2 separate regions of the Mus musculus genome follow, and region 1 is linked to region 2. Evidence: chromatin contacts called from public Hi-C data. All regions are on one chromosome and are shown on one strand. Each heading gives the region's core, a stretch centred on a gene start, on an enhancer-like site or on the middle of the called end of the contact. The rest is flanking DNA. Distances are from core to core; before and after follow the strand shown. Region 1 overlaps Gm51762 (a long non-coding RNA gene). Region 2 has its middle 15 kb from the start of Gm47715.

The links. A called contact is a pair of places that touch in the nucleus more often than the background predicts.
Region 1: a contact with region 2 is called in a Hi-C map of epidermal suprabasal cells, with 1.5 times the contacts expected there. The contact joins two enhancer-like sites. A contact is called at or near these places in 8 of 484 Hi-C or Micro-C datasets (the C2C12 cell line, the G1E-ER4 cell line, bone marrow-derived macrophages and 3 more), 4 of 115 datasets of contacts at active chromatin or transcription factors (the SCID.adh cell line, acute myeloid leukemia, embryonic fibroblasts and 1 more) and 1 of 9 other capture datasets (embryonic stem cells).

The regions. Positions count from the first base shown.
Region 1 is chr10:25,122,839-25,129,325 of GRCm38.p6, forward strand. Gm51762 (a long non-coding RNA gene) reads left to right here. Exons shown (of 2, transcript XR_003948858.1): 2 at 4,949-6,487. Among named protein-coding and RNA genes, the nearest start is that of Gm36313, 28 kb to the right of the region's middle. Within about 2 kb of position 2,708, at least 21 of the 459 cell types and tissues checked have an H3K27ac peak or open chromatin away from gene starts, as enhancers often do. A contact at or near this core is called in epidermal suprabasal cells, where this site is marked.
Region 2 is chr10:24,982,273-24,988,044 of GRCm38.p6, forward strand. No RefSeq gene overlaps it. Among named protein-coding and RNA genes, the nearest start is that of Gm47715, 15 kb to the right of the region's middle. Within about 2 kb of position 2,694, at least 12 of the 459 cell types and tissues checked have an H3K27ac peak or open chromatin away from gene starts, as enhancers often do. A contact at or near this core is called in epidermal suprabasal cells, where this site is marked.

The sequences.
Region 1 (6,487 bases), core at 1,458-3,957, 140 kb after region 2:
TTAAATACATCCCTGTTTGATGCAAACTACAGGCACTTCATCCTGCTTATTTCCCTGTCTGTCTCCTGATATTTTTTCAATATTTTTCTTTGTCATACTGAAGTTTTTAATTTCTGGGTAAAAAAATTCTTTCTAGAATCATATATAACATCATTTCTTTCTTGAATTATATATGACATCATTTCTCCTGCTTAATAAGTTTAACTCTACTCCAAAGATGCTACATTCTGTTTTTTTTTCCAAGAATGGTTTTCTACACTGTCTAGTCTTCAACTATGTTTTCCAGAATCACTGTCTGTATGCTCTGCACACAGATCTAACCACTAAATGTCCCTGGATTGCTTAGAGGTGATGGAGGTGATGATTATTATTGTTGGTCTCAGATTTTATTTTGGTTTGGTTTTGCAGTTTTGATTTGTCCTGCCAAAGGGGAAATGAATCTGAGAATTTAAGGTCACCTTCCCTTTCCCAAAGGTCTAGAGAGAGGAAAGCACAGAAATCAGGGCCAGCAAACCCACAGCAGGGGGGCTCTGTTACTCATCACATCCATACATATATCCAAATGTATTATGTATGTGTAGGTATGCACTATCTTAGCAGAGGACCCAAGGTTAGTTCCCAACATCCACATCGGGTAGCTCATAAGCATAAATAATGCCAGATCTAGGGAATCCTACACCTCTGGCCTCCTCATGTGCCTGGACTCACACATGCCCAGGCACACACACATACATACAGTTTTTCAATGATAAAAATAAATCTTAAGCTGGACGTTGGTGGCACACACCTTTAATCCCATCACCTGGGAGGTAGAGGCAGGTGGATTTCTGAGTTCTAGGCCAGCCTGGTCTACAGAGTGAGTTCTAAGACAGCCAGGGCTACACAGAGAAACCCTGTCTCCGAAAAAAAAAAATCTTTAATAATGGGTATGTGGAGACACACTTTTAATCCCTACACTAGGAAGCAAAATCAGATAGATTTCTGTAAGTTTAATCCAGCTTGGTCTGCATAGCAAGTTCCAAGACAGAGCTAGAGAGTAAGGCCCTGTCCAAGAAAAAAAGAGACAGACAGACCGAGGAGTTTTATACTTTCTTCAAATCACCCAATAGTTCTTTCTTCTTAGTCTGATGCTGTCCTTGTTACAGAAAGTGACTCTGTGTACATCATATTCTCTCTTCCATGTTGTTCATCTGAACCAAAGCACAAGACCGCTGAGGGGGAAAGACTGAAGGCTGGGGCAGCACAGACAACCTGCTTATTGTCTTCTAGTCCTGCTTAGTCCCTCGCCTGAATTAACCAGGAGAAACTCTCTGTACCAGGTGCCTAGGGGTCACCGGTGTGGAGTAAGTCCCTCACAGGTGTGCAGTGGTGTGGTGTAAGAACCTCACAGGTGTGCAGTGGTGAGGACTCATCCATTTCTCCGTTGCTTTCCCACATGCATATATGTCACTGTTGAGGGCCAAATATTGCTGGTGATGCTCTCAGCTCGCCACCAGGATCTTCCAATCTGTCTTTGTAGTCTTCTCAGGGAATCTAGGCGCCCCGGCAGATTGAAGGCAGAATGGTTGGGCATTACTTCCAAGAAAGCCAGTCAGTAGGGGCCTTTGTCCCTCCTCATTTGGGGAGCACAAAGTTACCCCAGGCAGCGCATTGGCCTCTCCTCTGCCTAGCCATTGCTTGCATGCCAGCTCCACGTTGCAGAAGCCGAGTCAGACATGGCAGCAGGAGCATTCCAACTACTCTTGCCCCGCCTTGACCATAGCCAAAGCTGGTCACATGATCAGCTGCTTTGTTGTGGAAACATTGCAGGCTGAAAATGTTGAGAAAGTTGCAAAGAACATAAGACTGAGTTCTCATAGGCTCTCCTGTGGGTTTTATTTTCTATATTAGCTTTTCCTTCAAGTACATTTTAATTCAAGACAATAATATGAAATAAACTTGAGAAATGAAGGGATCCTCTTTTGAACTTGTTCAACAGTGACATGATTCAGTCTCGGGGGAAGTCTGGGAGAGAGACTTGAAAATAAACTAGAATAGGCACAAACATAAAACATGAAAGAAACTACACTAGGGAGGGTGTGGGGTTGTGCACTGAATATGGGCTAAGGCATCATAGGCATGAAATTATATTTCTGAACCAAAATTAAAAATAAAAACTATGTATCCAGAAACTGGAGCCTTCTCATGGGCTAACTAATGTTTTGACTCATTCCAAATAAGATCGTTCGAAGTCCAAACATTTGTTGATACACCCTTGAACAGTAGAAGATACACAGACTTAGGCTTAGGATTTGATACAATGAGGTAGAAGTGGGAGGAATTAATGCTTATGTTTATACTGACAATGAAAGTAAGAGACAGGAGACCAAGACGGCACGTTTCTGTATGTCACTTGGGAGTATCATTCAGTAAATAACCCATCATGGTCACATGGGCTTGGAAGTAGATCTGATTAAAACTGTATTAAAAGGCCCTCACTGCTTTCACATTATCTGTGGGGAAAGTCGAATGCAAAGAAACAAGTATACACCTGTGCAGAAGCCCTGAGAATTAAAATAATTGGATGAGGTAGATATGCAGCTGTAACCATATCTTCATAATCACAAATTAAAATTTAGAGGCATTTCAAAGATAAGGCTGCAAACATCTTTACAAAGTCGTGACTATGCACATGCCCATAATTACAATGCCAAGAACTAGAATTTCAAGACCAGCTTTGGGTACAGTGAGCCTGAAGCCAACCTGTGTGCTGTATGACCTCATCAAAACTTAGAGACTGGAAAGATGAAGCCATGGTTAAAAGCACTTGCTGTTCTACCAGAGGGCTGGAGTTCAATTCCCACCACAGTGGCTCACAAAGTGGAGTGGAGTGTCTCTCCAATTCCAGGGGTTCTGATAGTCTCTCCCAGCCTCGTTAAGCAACAGGCATACATGCACGTGCTGTACAGATATACATGCAGGCAAAACACCAAGACACATAAAATACATTCTAAACCCACCAAAGCTTAATAGATTAAAGGTAAAGCCATGGTTATCAGGTTGATTTGTAGAATCTGTCAACCTACATCTTTCATACTAATTGTCATAATAGCATGGAGATGCTCGTAGACAAACTCTTACATAAGGAAGCTAGAAAGATCTGAATGCTAATGAGTCTCAATAGAACTCATTAGAATATGATTGTGTTTATGTTATTACTGTATATCTTGCTAAGGAGACTTTCTACCAATGTAAGGCAGTGGTTTAAAAAAAAAATCCTGGATTCAGATCATGGGTCTGCCTCATGTAACATGTGAGCTAGATAAACTTTTGAACTATAAACCTCCATTTCAAAATCAGTAAGTGTGTCACAATGAGGAGGAAAAAAGTCTGATGGCAACATATGCAAAGTACTTACGTGGTCTCTTGAAATATGGAACTGTTACTATTTAGCTGTGCAATCCAGCCAGCAACTTTAACAGCCATTTTTTTAGGCCTTAGAGTGTTAAGCTAATAATACACACTTGTAAAAGTTAACTTTATTCTTATCTGGGTTGAACTGCTGAACTCTTTCTCCCTTCCTCCCCACACCAACTGGTCTACTCGTTTACTTTACTAATGTTGGGTTCAGGGTGGAAGCTGAAAAAGTTCATTTCAGAGATGGAAGCTTAAATATGAAAACTTTATTTTCTGAGCTCTCAGGGAGGCAGCCAGTTCTGGATCTGAACATTTTTAAAGGAAGGGAACACAAAGAGATGGGTGAACTGCAGTGTTATCCAATTGTATTTTGACATTATGGATTAAGCAAGGGAGAACCTGTTGGAGACTGGGCCGTATCCAGGGCACCTGGCTCAAGGTCCTTAACTCATTCTCCTTGACTGTAGGTCTGGAGCTCAGAGTGATAAGAGGACAAAGCAGTGGGTCAACTGCATGTAGTTAATTAGGGCATAACAGGAAATTAGTATATATATTTTTATAATGTATGCACCTTGGCTTAGATAACAGCAATGTCTATATTCTTTACTAATTTAACAGACAATTAAGAAAACATGGAGAAGTTGGGTAGGTGTTTGTCCCTAGGCTGGGAACATAATCTTGTTTGACCCTGCCAGCAGTCTGAAGAGGTTGTCCTTGAGATGGCTGGACTAGACAACTGTTTACAATAGAAGCTGTTCAGTTAAAGGGAAGTCCCCAGCTCCCCTATGCCTGGGACCCTGAATTTCATTTCTTTTTATGATTAAACAGAGTCTGAAAACAAAATGGTAGCATTTACAAGAAGTTTCTTTTGCTTGTTCCTAACACTTATTTATCTAAATATTAGAAATTTCCATTAAAAATGTTTAAATTTAGTTTCCCTAAGGATTATGTAAGAATGTGAAAGCTAACAGAAGAAAATAACCCGAAAAAGTAATGAGAAGGCAGGAAATTGGAATAAACCCATGAGCTTGAAGTACTTATTCCCAGAATAAATATTTGCCTTACATCTTGCAATATTGCTCTAAATGATTATAAATGTCAATTTATTTGGAAACTAAGTTGCCTAGAATTTAGATCAACAAGTTAAATTCATAAGTAAATACGCTCCTTCAGCAATTTGAAGCGGCAGCTAAAGAGTAATTGGGAAATCACAGAGAATTATAGAATTATGCTACATTTGTTAAATCTAGTGGATCTGGCAGATAACTATTTACCTCTGAAATTGCTTTCTGGGAAGTGAAAAGAACAGAGGGGACATGTACAAAAATCAAATCAGGTTTGGTTAAGAGCTTTTCCAAGGGCAATGAACTTCTATTCAGAAAGCGATGCACGGTTATCTCAGAGCCACGACTCCCAGTATCTGAAATAATGTGATTTGGAAACAAAAGGTCTCAGACTTTTCTCTGAGTGAAGCTTTCTAAGGCTCCTTCCATCCATGTCCCAGGATTCAAATGAGCCCATCTATGATGTTTTCTTCTCTTTGCCTTCTCAGAGCTTGGAACGTAGAGAAAAGGCAGTCAGGGGAAGCCTGGAGGAGGACTCTATCTCCTGTTCCTGCTACCCACGAGTCTTTGCTGCCTCCACAGAACAACGTCTAACCTTTTCTCACCCCCAAAGACACTGACCAAGGCATTTCTGGGGCTCCTCAAACTCCAGCCCCCACCCTCCCAGCTAGTCCTCCACTCCACCACTGCAATTCCAGGGGGAGTGTTTGCTTCCACTCTCGACACTACACACTTGTTCTCTAGTTGATGATAAAGGCACCATCACACAAGCCAACTATGAAATGAAGCAGTGGTCCAACTGTCAAAAACTAAAGAAAGGTCTAATAACTGTCTCAGAAGAAAACATTTTCAAAAGCAACGTGAAATGAGTCATCTCATCTTATAAATTATAAGGAATATCGTGGAGGGTGTGGGGACACCTACAGAGACCAGAAGAAGGTCAGATACCCTGGAACTGAAGTTACAGGTAGTTAGGAGCTAAGAACTAGACTCGGGTCTCTAGAAGAACAAGAAGCACTTTTAGCCACTAAGTCATCCGTCCAGCTCCCATCTCAACTTTTATGGCTTCTCTGACAGAGACGCCAGAACACAAGCAAACGTCTAATAAAATTTCTTCAGTCAACAAATTTCCACTGTCTAGCCCTATTCTGAGAAAAGCCTCAGGAGTTGGCTAATCCCATCTCCCCTCAGTGGCTCTTCCTGTTACCCCTCTATTGTGCAACAGTTTTCTCGGAAACTGAAACATTCCAATCTGCAAAGAAACTCCTTAAGCAGAAGACTCTGAGTCCAGACCAGCTGCGTGGAAAACGTGGAAACCCACAGGCTGTGCAGTGTGCTCCAGGCTCCCAGCTTCGTGAGCTGTCCCCCACTGCTGGCGTGGATTTGGGTAATGCAGCTGTCTTTGAGTCATTTCTGCTTCTGTAAGTAACCCCACTAAAACTCATGATTCATCAAGTTGAACTTCACTGGTATCCATACTGTGATCTGTCCTTGGCTCTCTCTGGGTTGAGTGCATGTGTATGCTGTGTCACCCTAGGAAGACTTTTGTCACACACTCTCCTACTGTTGAACTTCAGATCACTGCTTCATTCACCACCACCTCGACCGCCTCACCAATTCTGGGTAATTCTAGGCTCCTAAGTCTGTTTTATCTGAGATTGCCCCCCAGGAGCGACAGGATTCCAGCTGGAATACTGGCTGATCCTTGGGAGTGGGTAGAGAAGAAAAAGGCATGAGGCAGATTTCTCTGCACGCCAAGCTTGATGGAAAGGATACCTCCTCAAGGAAGGGAGATTTCCTGGGGAAGTCATGTTTTTCCTAGGAATTTAGAGGTGGTGCTGAAGACTTGCAATTAAGGGTTGTTGGGGGAAAGATGAATGTAAAGTTCAGAGCACTTTTGCTTACTGACCTCCCCCTGTTCACAACATTAAAAACACTGACTGGAATGTTCCCAAGTTCTGGGTTATAGAAGGCAGAGGACTCAGTCCCTCCATCTCTCTTTGCTATTTAAGCCTCATTCTGTTCTC
Region 2 (5,772 bases), core at 1,444-3,943:
AGACTTCTTTTTTACTGTCGTTATTATGAAGCAGCTCCTAATTCGGTATTTTGTAAAACATTGTTCTCCATCACCTGATTGGTCAAATAAAGAATTGAACAGCCTATAACTGTGCAGGAGAGCAGAAGATGAGACATTCATACCCAGAGAAAAGGAGAGGGTCTCAGGTGGAAACCATAGAAATCTCAATCAGGGAGTCACCATTGGATATGAATGAAGGAGGTGCCTGGCACAACTACAATGGCGGGTAATGGGCCATGTGGCTGGAAAACTGGCCAGGCCAATATCGCGAGCTTAGATAAGCTTGGAATCTGCCCAGCTATAAAGCCTCCATCTTGTTAATAAATATAAAGCTCTCCATGTCATTATTTCAGAGCAAGTCGGGCATAGAAAAACCCCTGTTTTTCAACAAAGAGAATACAAACCCAACTGGAGGCAAAGAGGTCCAGTTGACCTGTGGCAGATAGATGCAAGCTGCAACTCCCTGGAGCTCACATGACACCTTTAGAGTTGATGCAAGATAAAGGTTTTAGAACCATGAGCTTACTATTGTCTATAATCTGCATTGAAATTCTCATTGTAGAAAAATCAGTTAAGTGTCCCTGACATCTTAGGCAGACACATGCCTTTGGATCATAGCAGCAAGGAAGCCTGGGCAGTTACTAACATGATGCACACATGAACATCCATCAGTAGTAAGAGAGATTTCCTGGAGGAAAGAGAACCAAGGGGAAAAGAACCCAAAAGATGGTTCTGGAAGAAACTCATGAACACTCTTCCCTCTGCCCAAGGACTAGATAGATAGAGATTGGACAGAAATGCTTTCAGCACAAGAAGCGCTTTTAAGTCTACCTTTAGAAAGCAACCAAGAACTGCAATTTTTTGAGCCTGTGACTATGATAATTTTTAAAGGAAGTTTAGTAGCCAATGCTTTATCAAAGCCAGACTAAAAGCTTAACAGAACTCCTTTGATTAATACCTACAAACTCTGAACTTTTGCAGTCTTACCATTATGTATGTCTGTCTCATTTTTTTCACATATGTTAAATCACTCCCTCAGAACCTCACAATTCACACACCTTAAATCACTTCCTCAGACCTTTAATTTTTTTACTTTTCCTTTTTTCTGGAAATATTCAGTCATTTACCACGAGACACAGAGACACAGGTGCTTGATTACTGAGAGCAGCCATCAGAAAGCTTTTTTTCCCCATTTTTTTTTAAAATAAAGAAATAGTAAAGGCAGGTTTTAAAATAACAATACTACTGTAGTCTGAGTTTCTTCTTTCATTGAACCTAGTTATGTAAGTTTACTGAGTTACCTCCATCTTCAGGAAGCCTGTCTGAAAGGTAGACCTGTCTGTGGGTTTGTCTTTCTCAGTGGGAGACTGAGTAGCTCTAAGAACAGTGAAGTGCACAGTACCTCAGATTAGAAGCCTTTAGAGGGCACTATGGATTTTGATTTGTACCCACAGGTAAGTAGATGTCAATGGGTAGCCATATGTCCTTTTGCCAGAGTCAAGGGAAGATAATGGAAGTGAATCCTTTTGACGTACAGAAACCTGTCTCACAGGATTCGGAGAAATGCTATTTATAGGTTTTTATCTCACTACCAGAAATCTTTCTACAGCACCAGTCTGAACAGAGCCTAGACTAATTTCTGGATATATGCACTGCCTTCCAGAATTTGGGGACCTAACAAATACACTTTTTAAATTTTAATCCTTCTTTTCATTTTTAATTTTCATTAATTAATTAATTTTTTAAACAAGCTCTTGAAAGAAAATTAAATTCAAGGTCCATGACTCATGCGGCTTGCTAGTTAGGAGGGCTTTTTGGGCCAAAGGCAAAGAACAAAGGCTGTTGCTGTTAAGTCATTCCAGGAACTGGCTAGCCATAAAGATAGGAGAAGACCTGCAAAGACATCCAGACAATCACAGCAGGGATGTCCGGACTACCGGACTATCTCAGCTGAGTCATAAGCCCCTGCCCCTCAGAATTGCTGTTACCTTACTCTGCACGTACAGTTTGCTGATGTTTAAACTGTCCAATTGTGTGAACCCACACCAATTCTTCCCCTACCCCCACTCTTTTCCTATATAAACCCCTAACTTTTGAGCCTCGTGGTCGACTCCTCTGTCTCCTGTGTGAGATACGTGTTGGCCTGGAGCTCCGTCATTAAACTACCTCATGTGTTTGCATCAAGGCGGTCTCTCGTGATTCCCTGGGTGTGCATGCCATCTCGGGACTTGTGAGTGGAGGTCTCCCCACTGAGGTCTTTTACTCTCTTACTGAGATCTGAGGCCAACCAACTGGGCTAGACTCTAATTAGCAAGCCCCAGGGCTGGCCACCATTCCCAGATATTTTAGGCAAGTGATCGGGATTAAGACTTGTGTAGCTAAACACTTTGCTAACTGAGTTTATGTACATACCCCCCCCCCCCCACACACACACTGTTTCTTGAAGATATCTTGGATGACTAAGTGATTGAGCTGGGCAGTAATGAGATTCTAGGCGTTAGAAGGCACTAACGAATTTGATGTTTCTCATACGGGCACACCTAGATGCCTTTGCACTAAAGCAATGCTTCTTACTCATTTGAATGAATCATCACTGCAGTGCCTCTGCCCTTCCCACTTGTTTTTGTTCATTTCTAGAGTCTGAAAACTAGGGTGGGAAACAGCTAGGAGTTCTCCTACCAGCAGCAGCACTAGCTTGTGAACAACAATGACTTGCTCCAGCCACATAGGCAAGCCTCCACCTCCATGACTCCCCGAATTGTTGGCAGCAGGCACAGCCAGTCTGACTCACAGTTTTCTTCATTCAGTTCCCCTTCACATTGTTGAAACCTAGAAACCTGTCTCGTTCTTTTCAAGCAAGTAGGTGCTATATTTAGAGGGCATTTGAGAATAGACATCATCATTGTAAATCACGAGTGTAGTTTGCCTCTGGTGTCTCCTTAACGGCAGTAGGGCTATTTTTGAGACCTGCACAAGGGATTTTGACATTGCATGAGAACACAGTAAGTGGAAGGAAATGTAAAAGATAGGACAAGCCGGTAACTGCATAGGGCCGATCATAAAAATCTCTCCAGAGACCCATGCTGCAGGACCTGGCTGAGTAGGAGGAAAAGCAGCCAAGTTCTGGATGCTGCAATTCTGTGGTACTATCTCACCTTTATTCACAGCAAACATCACAGCCTAATCAGTACACTTCACTGAAACCAAACAAGACTATTCCTCAGCATATGTCGTCTCCATTTCACTACAATAGAAGGCACACCAAACTTTAAAATGCTTTAAATTAAATGTGCAAGTCCTTTCAGTATCTTTAAAGGTAAGTGTCGACTTGTGGGGGGTTGATTAGGAATGGCTCCCATAGGCTCCCATATTGAATTCTTGGTTATTAGGGAGTGGAGCTACTTGATGGGAGCTTGGAGGCATGACCTCACTGGTGGAAGTGTGTCACTGGGGGGTGGGGTGGCATTTTAAATGCTCAAACCAGGCCCAGTGTCTCTCTTTTCTTGCTTCCTGTGGATCCAGATGTAGAACTATCAGCTACCTTTCCAGTCTGCCTGCATGCCGCCATGCTTCCCACCATGACTTTAGTGGACTAAACCTCTGAAACTGTAAACACACTCCAGTTAAATGTTTTCTCAGGAGTATAATATAGCTGAATTGTATTGTAGACATACACACACACACACACACACACACACACACACACAAACATGCACACACACACCATAAATATACATGTATATAAGTTTTTGATGATCCCCAGATTGATTTTCATAATTCTTAAATTATTTTACAGTGCCATCAGCAGTATAGAAGTGATCCCTTTTGTCTATATCTTTTCTGGGTTTGTTATTTATTTTCTCTATGACGTTATGAGGGTGTTTTTATTTCTGTGAAGTCTAAGCACTCCCCATTCAAAAGATTTAGAAGTGAACAGAGCCATGTCTATATGAAGCCAAATATTAACCACAGTACTGATATTTGTTTTACTACTCTGTGTTTTTTAAATTATGTACTTGTTATGTTTCTAAGGTATTGATTGAACTAGAAAAGCCTTTTCATTCTAATTTAAATTTTTAAATTGATTTAGACATGTAATTTTTCTCTATGGTTTTAGAGCTTTATTGTATAAAGACACAGAGAAAGAGAGAAGGTAGAAAGAGAGAGGCTGAGTCATCTATAGGATGGAACACAGGACCCTCAGTGGAGGAGCTAGAGAAAGTACTCAAGGAACTGAAGGGGTCTGCAACCCTATAGGTGGAACAAAAATATGAACTAACCAGTACCCCCCAGAGCTCGTGTCTCTAGCTGCATATGTAGCAGAAGATGGCCTAGTCGGCCATCATTGGGAAGAGAGGCCCCTAGGTCTTGCAAACTTTATGCCCCCGTACAGGGGAATGCCAGGGCCAAGAAGTAGGAGTGGGTGGGTAGGGTAGCGGACGGGGGGGGGTGGTGGGGAGGGAATAAGGAACTTTTGGGAAAGCATTTGAAATGTAAATAAAGAAAATATCTATTAAAAAATAAAATAAAAGAAAAAAGAAAGAAAGAAAGAGAGAGAGAGAGAGAGAGAGAGAGAGAGACCGGCCATGGCCACGTGGAGAGAGTGGGGAAGGGAAAGAGAGAAGGAGGGCTAGAGACGAGGGTAAGAAAGGTAAAAGCTTAAAGAGTAGACATGTAATTTTAAAGTCAAAATTTAAGTTTACACTTCCAGTATAGTTAACAATATTTGTTTTTCTAATTTAAGTACTTATATTTCAAAGTACCAAGTTTTCTTAGTTAAGCCATAAACTTTGATACATTTTTAAAATAAATTCCATATGTATGTATATAAATGTATACATATAAAATTTATAAAATGTATAACATTTATAAATGAATAGAAAGTGTTTTATGACATTCCACTGTGTTCTCAAATGAGCCCAAACACCAGCTAAATCTATTGTATTTCCTAATCTAAATTCCTTACAGAGGAATTTCCTCTTGCCCTAATTTACTATGAGCTATTCTTATGCTTTCTATCATGGGATTTGACTTTTGACTAAGTTCTCTTTAAGAGAGCTATGATTGGTCACAGCCAGGGGCATGGAAAACTCTCTCACTCTCTCTCTCTCTCTCTCTCTCTCTCTCTCTCTCTCTCTCTCTCTCTCTCTGTGTGTGTGTGTGTGTGTGTGTGTGTGTGTGTGTGATTCTCCCTGAAGAAAGGTGAACAGAGGCTGCTAATTCTCAGCAGCAGAACCAAGCTCAGTGACTCCCAGGCAGAAGAGCATTGGCCTGAAAGACTCCCCTCGCTGTCAGCGCAGGGCAGTGAGTCCAATGCCCACACATCTATGCTTTCCTGCATTGAGTGTCTTGCTTCCCCAGGTCTATGTACAAAGTAGCCCTGGAAGGGATGCTTCCATAAGAGAAGATAAGCAAAGAAGGGACTGAAAACCTAGAGATGGGACAGGAAATAAAGATCTGTTGTTAGAATCAGAGTGTGGACAGTGATGCCTGCTGTGAGGAAAAGTCTGGACTCACTCATTATCACTCCCTAATCTATTTCCACTTTTTTCTTTTTAAGTTGTTTCTCTTCTTAAAATATAATTACATCATTCCCCACTTCTGTTTCCTCTTTGCAATTCCTCCTACATTGCCTTCTCTATCCATGCTCTTTTTTCTGTTATTCTCTCTCTCTCTCTCTCTCTCTCTCTCTCTCTCTCTCTCTCTCTCTCTGTCCCCCCTCCTTCTCTGTCTCCCTCTTCCTATCCCTCT